Linked DNA regions of Mus musculus: region 1 is linked to region 2. A link is a contact called in public Hi-C data. All regions are on one chromosome and are shown on one strand. Each heading gives the region's core, a stretch centred on a gene start, on an enhancer-like site or on the middle of the called end of the contact. The rest is flanking DNA. Distances are from core to core; before and after follow the strand shown. Region 1 has its middle 22 kb from the start of Gm41046. Region 2 overlaps Gm29927 (a long non-coding RNA gene).

What was found. A called contact is a pair of places that touch in the nucleus more often than the background predicts.
Region 1: a Hi-C map of forebrain shows a contact between it and region 2, with 4 times the contacts expected there. The contact joins two enhancer-like sites. A contact is called at or near these places in 10 of 484 Hi-C or Micro-C datasets (the Patski cell line, astrocytes, cerebral cortex and 5 more) and 1 of 115 datasets of contacts at active chromatin or transcription factors (astrocytes).

Annotation. Positions count from the first base shown.
Region 1 is chr13:102,643,010-102,645,943 of GRCm38.p6, forward strand. No RefSeq gene overlaps it. Among named protein-coding and RNA genes, the nearest start is that of Gm41046, 22 kb to the right of the region's middle. Within about 2 kb of position 1,407, at least 52 of the 459 cell types and tissues checked have an H3K27ac peak or open chromatin away from gene starts, as enhancers often do. A contact at or near this core is called in forebrain and uterus, where this site is marked.
Region 2 is chr13:102,571,732-102,574,984 of GRCm38.p6, forward strand. All of the region lies in intron 1 of Gm29927 (a long non-coding RNA gene), which reads right to left. Among named protein-coding and RNA genes, the nearest start is that of Gm29927, 19 kb to the right of the region's middle. Within about 2 kb of position 1,795, at least 145 of the 459 cell types and tissues checked have an H3K27ac peak or open chromatin away from gene starts, as enhancers often do. A contact at or near this core is called in forebrain and uterus, where this site is marked.

The sequences.
Region 1 (2,934 bases), core at 157-2,656, 71 kb after region 2:
AAATTATCTGAATTTTTTTAAAGATAATGTGATGAATTGTCCAAACAAGTTGCTTGGATCCCCAATGTACTGTGAGAATTGGCATATAAAAAGAACAATGTGTATATGTATCAGAAATAGCTGCTATCTTGGCCCAATGTATGACAGGGTATATTGCAAACTTTACTTTCTTTACAGTTCTCTCTCTCTCTCTCTCCCTCTCTCTCTCTCTCTCTCTCTCTCTCTCTCTCTCTCTCTCTCTCACACACACACACACACACACACACACACACCTTTCCTTCCATATACCTTTTCTACAAGCTAATAGACATATGATTCGTATAATAATAATATACAGTTCTGTTGACTACTTCAAAACAATTCATAGCAGTAGTAGCAGAAATAGCTGTTTATATTGCTGCAGGCTCAAATTTAGTTAACACACTGGTTATCTAAATAAGGAACATTCCTTAGAGGTTCATATTTTAATTAGCATCTTTTTTTCCCCAAGTAGGGACTGGATAATTTTTATATCATGAGTTGTATTTACAGCTGGAGCAATGCCTCTGTAATTGAGTCAGCCAAGAATCAACCCAGCCATAATTTTCATCAGCGACCTGTATGGTTTTCCCCAGCTAGAGGGAAAACCAGGGACCTTCCCCTGGCCACCTGCTCTGTGGATGATGGGAAAATATGACAGCTTGACTGACAAAGTGATGAGATTATATAAAAGAAGGAGAAAAGAAATACACACACCCTCAGGGTATAACTCAATGGTAAAGTATAGGCTTGGCACACTGGAGGCCCCGGGTTCAAACCCAGCTCACAGTCAGATACAGCAGTGCTGGGCTGGAGTCCCGGAGACTTTGTTTGCTGAATCTTAAGGACCCATGAACTCAAGACCAGATGGGGCAACAGAGTGAGATTCTGTCACATAATAACAACAAAATACTTCCAGCCACACACACACACACACACATACACACACTGCTCTCTATATTGTCTCTTTCCTTTTCTTTGTTAAAGTAATTCATAATGTTTTATTAGATTTTTATCTAAATTCAAATTGTGATGTGTAGACATTTCCCTCTAACATCCCTGAATTTTTCCCTAGAGAATAACTACAAGGCCCCATGCCATTTCCTGCCGTGTAGTGTGGCACTCGTAGGGGAGTTAGTTCTTGGGACCTCATGGTAGGAATGGAAATGCTCTCATATCTCCTGATCTAGAGGGCTGCTCTGAGTTCAGCAATGCGAATCCCTGGGCTTCTCTGCTTGTTCCCCTGGACGACTTTCCACTCCTGCCTTCAGGAACCAGATTGTCCGAGCCATTATAGCAACATCCCATCTTCCGTGTACAAACTTGTGAAATACCAGCTTTTCATCTCACTGTCGGCAAATGGACGCCTTATGCACATACAGAACACTCTGCCACGACTCTAGTCACTGGAAATAACGTGGCACTGACATCAGGGAGTCACATAACAGACGACATGTCTAAAGGACAGAACTATTTTCCACAGAGTATTAATTTACCAACTTCCTACATGACAATTTCCCAAAGCAGCCGAGAACATCTGTGACCCGCAGGCTTCATGTTTCCCTTAATGGGGCACTAATTGTTTTTAAATAAATGTCCCCCACTGTGCAAGCTCTCAACGTAGAATAGAAGTGGGTTGAGGGGTAGAAAGCCTAGCCTATCATTCTGATGTCTAAAATGTCACACTTTCAAAGATGCCAGGGAGATGAAATGCATTTAATAATCAATGTAAAAAATTTAACACATGTTGAAGCTCCTGTTTGAATTATAAAAGTATCAATTATAAAATGTCTACCCTCCCCCGCAAAAATACCAATTTCCACTCCCTATAACATTGCTCCTTAAAATGGTTACAGGCGGGATCCACATGCATACAGCAGACTACACAGGCGTTGCTGGTGCATGCGTTTTGCTGGCTCGCTCTTGACACAGACTATTTTCTGCACGAAAGGCTCTTTCATTGTGTTTTCCTTATTTGTATCTTTTTCGGGGTTTGGAAATGAGGTGTTTTCATAGCGCCACCTTGTGGTCATGAGCCATATGAAATTTATACACCCAGCCTAACCTCAGCTTCCTTTCCCGGACTCGGCTTGTTGGAGATTTTTGTTTCGCCTTTGTTATTGTTTTCTCTTTCCTTCTAGTTAATATTCAAGAGTTGTTCTTTGCCAGTGATGCTACTGAGAATAATGACCCAATTCAAACAAAATAGACCATTAAAAATTTTTATGAAAATGTCCTAATGTAGTACCTGCACACTTAGGGATATGCCCCTCAATCAAGGGACTGCGGAGAGGGGTGTGCTAAAACCCCATGGGCACAGGAGAAATGTTGAGGCGGGCTTTAACTGAGAGCATTCTGGCTAAACTTCCCTTACATCTGCCGTGGTTTTCAGGGCTGGCGCTGGTCTGAAATTCAGAGAGCTCAGCAGGACAGGCAACTGATTCCAAGGCACAACGATGGGAATATTAAAGCCATTGATATTCTCCACACGGCAGCAGGAGCCACAGCCAGGTGCTAAAGGAATTGGTGGTTTATGAAGAAATAATCAAATATTCTTTCCTTCCCTTCTCTTTTTTTTGTTTTGTTTTGTTTTGTTTTTTGTTTTTTTGTTTTTTGTTTTGCTTTTTTTTTCCAGCCTCACACCAGACCCAGCCTTCTTATCTCCAGGGAGAAGAGTGCCACTCTGTAAAAATAATAGAACTCTTCCCCCCATGTCTCCCAAAACCACTTCAATTCTGAAGGCTTCATTACACTCGAAGAAACTCCGGTCCAATGACAGGTGTGGACTGTCAAGCTTTGAGGTAGGTAATCATGGAATAGAGTTTTTAAGATTTAGATAACTAAATCCACTGAAGGCTCCATCCACCTTTGTAAGTCGTTGACTCTCAGAAATTTGAAACAGGCCGGGAGGTAAAT
Region 2 (3,253 bases), core at 545-3,044:
TTTCACAAAGAGAATCCTCTGTGCTAGCCAGATGGACCCAACTTTACCCAGGGAGACAAGCCAAGTTAAGGGCTGGGTTGCTGAGTGAACTTTCTCTGAGGCCTCAGTCACTCATCATCATGACTGAACATTCTGGGGTGCTTGGGGTGAGGTTGTGGTCCTCTCAGTAAAAAGTCCATTTATCCATTATCTCTCTCCTTCTCTCTCTCTCTCCCTGAATCCCCATCTTCATGTTCCCCAAATATTATACCTTCTCTGTAAAGTGCAAAGCATTTCTTTCCATGTGGCCCTCTGTCTCCAATATCATGAAGCTAATTGTATTCAGGTAAAACCATTCTCCCTTCATTACTCTTTTCCAGGAGAAGACTTCTACTGAGAGATAGCTATCCAACTGTCTACACAGTATATTAAGAATGTCAAATAAAGGAATCTCTCACCAAAACCATCCAGTCCCCTCTTTCCAGATATGTTATTCTTAATTCCTACATTGCATTCCATTAAGAAACCTGTAGATATATATATGAAAAGAAGCTGGATCAGGCCATGGGGTGTAAAGCCAAGGACAGAAATGATTGTATATTTCCTAGTCATTACATCTACATAGATTCATTGGCAGAAAGCCTGTTCCTGATGGATTGGATATAACTCAACTAAACCACCACTGATGAAAGTTCAACACTTGCTACATACAGGTCGCTGTGCCTGCTGATGGGAAGAAAAGAAAGCAGAGTGCTATGCCTCTACCCATAGACACACACTGGGACCTTATTATGACTTGTCTTGTTTCCTTTCTAATTGTAAATTATATTATAAAACCCTATGGGTTTCAAATATTATCATGAATTTCACTGTGCCTCACTCTGGGCACATTTTAAAATATCTAAATAGCTTTTATAAAGTTTTTTTTGCTATGTACAAAATATCTTCAGTAAATATATCATATGCAACATTACTTTCCATTTACTTAATGTAACATTCCAATAATTTTATATAGTAGTAATTTTATTTATCGTTGGACTCCAGGGTACCTATGGAAGGTAATAACTTCCTGCTTATTCAGCTAAAGACTTTGTTTTCTCTTTAACTGAGACTGCACAGCAGATGCAACCCCCGGTTAATGAGAAGCCAGAATTTACTTGAATATTACAGGTCATTAGTTGGGTGATTGTCTCACTATTACAGACTATTAAGAGGTTCTTTCTGTTTTCCTTCCTTTCTTTAGTTATCAACTCTATTCCTTAGAGCAACTATGTAGCTTTAGTTCTACTGTGGCAGATCCCTGCTAGAAAGACAACAACCAAGCAGTTAGTGGCTGTGTGTCCCTCTAGCCCATTAGAGCTGATCCTTTAAAGTTCTGTGTGGGAACTGGCTTGTTTGTGCTTCTATGTCCTCTGTTGTGTTCAAGGGTAACTGTTTCTCTGTGTAACGTTTCACATACTGCGTTTCCTTCTGTCTAAAACATTGCTCTAATTCTTAAAATTAGAAGTGACTTTTTCTGAAAGCTAGGAGAAGCAGCAGCTTAGCATGGTGGGGCATATGGCTTCTGACAGCCTTCTGACAAAGGGCACAGGCTCTGATCACAGGGCACAGGTCCCAAGAGGAAGTAGGAGGGATCAGGGGAATGTTACACCAGGCCAGCCCTACTTTTCTGCACAGAAAACCACAGACCTCCACACAAGAAAGGGAAATTCCCCAACCTCTGTGCCAGTTTCCAAACCATAGAAGATGGCCAGCCATTCTACACAAGCTGCAGTTTTCAACGGCCTTTTCAAGCATGCCTCACAGCTCTTGAATAAATCAGATCATCCTCAATTCCCAAAGAAAGTGGCTGAGTCACAGAGGCTTGGCAAGGTGGCTGGGGAAAGTCCCTTAGTGGGGGAGCTGAAGGCAGAAGGCAGAGCTCCCAACTCCTTGTCCTGGACAAGGGGAAAGAGGCCACCCTGCCTCTTTATTATGTCCATCAGGGAACAGAAAACCAATTGTGACCCCCTAAGTCTCACAAAAGAGCAGTTCACTGCACTGCCAACAGTGGGCTCTGAATAAACGAAGCCTTGTGCTAAAAGTCTGCTGATCACAGTGCTCTGCTCCAAAGCCCAGAGCACCCTGACAGGATGGCCAGGCCGCAACAACTCAATTGCCTGGTTGGTGGGCAGTCCGCTAGTGCACGGCTTGCCAGGGAAGGGGGAGTCAGTAGGTCAGCCATTGAGGCCATGTTCTAGAAGAAGATGGAAACAAAGCATGCAGAAAGCCTTTTCTTGTGAGCGAGTTAACCCTTGCTTCTGAGTCACATATTTGGACTCGTTGGAGGCTTACAAGCAATGTTGGCACACCTGCTGACATAGGCTCAAGAGGTTGAACATATTTTGTCTTAACATGCATGTAGGTTTGGGGCTATACTAATGATGCCCATGAGACCATGAACTGGACAAGGAATTCCCAGGAATATTCTAAAAAAAAAAAAAAAAAGCCAAGAACTCAGCTCTTAAATGCTCTCAAGTCTGTATTTTACCTCAAACAATATAAGGAGAAGGAAGCAGACACATTAAGATAAATTGCCCAAATTGGCTAAATTTCACTGTAATAACAACTCTAAAACCATAGTAACCAAGCAATTCTTATTTCTTATCATCTGTTGATAGAATGGCTCTGTTTATAAGAGTCAAATCCCCATTTTACATATTCTCAAGAGAGAAGGGACAGCTCTGCAGGGTCTCTCGCTGACATAAAATAATACAACTTTTAAGAGTGACACATGTCATTTTGCTCAAAATCCATTGGCCAAATCTACTTGTATTGTCCTTTTCAATCTTTTTTATTAGATATTTTCTTTATTTACATTTCAAATGTTGTCCCCCTTCCTGGTCTCCCTCCAAAATCCCCCCTTATCCCCTCTTCCCTCCCCCTGCTCACCAACCCACCCATTCCCACTTCCTGGCCCTGGCATTCCCCTATACTGGGGCATAGAGCCTTCACAGAACCAAGAGGCTCTCCTAGCATTGATGACCGAGTAGGCCATCCTCTGCTACATATGCAGCTGGAGCCATGAGTCCTACCATGTGTACTCTTTGGTTGGTGGTTTAGTCCCAGGGAGCTCTGGGGGTACTGATTAGTTCAAATTGTTGTTCCTCTTATGAAGCTATAAACCCCTTCAACTTCTTGGGTCCTTTCTCTAGCTCCTTCATTGGGGACCCTGTTCTCAGTCCAATGGATGGCTGTGAGCATCTCCTTCTGTATTTGTCAGGCACTGGCAGAG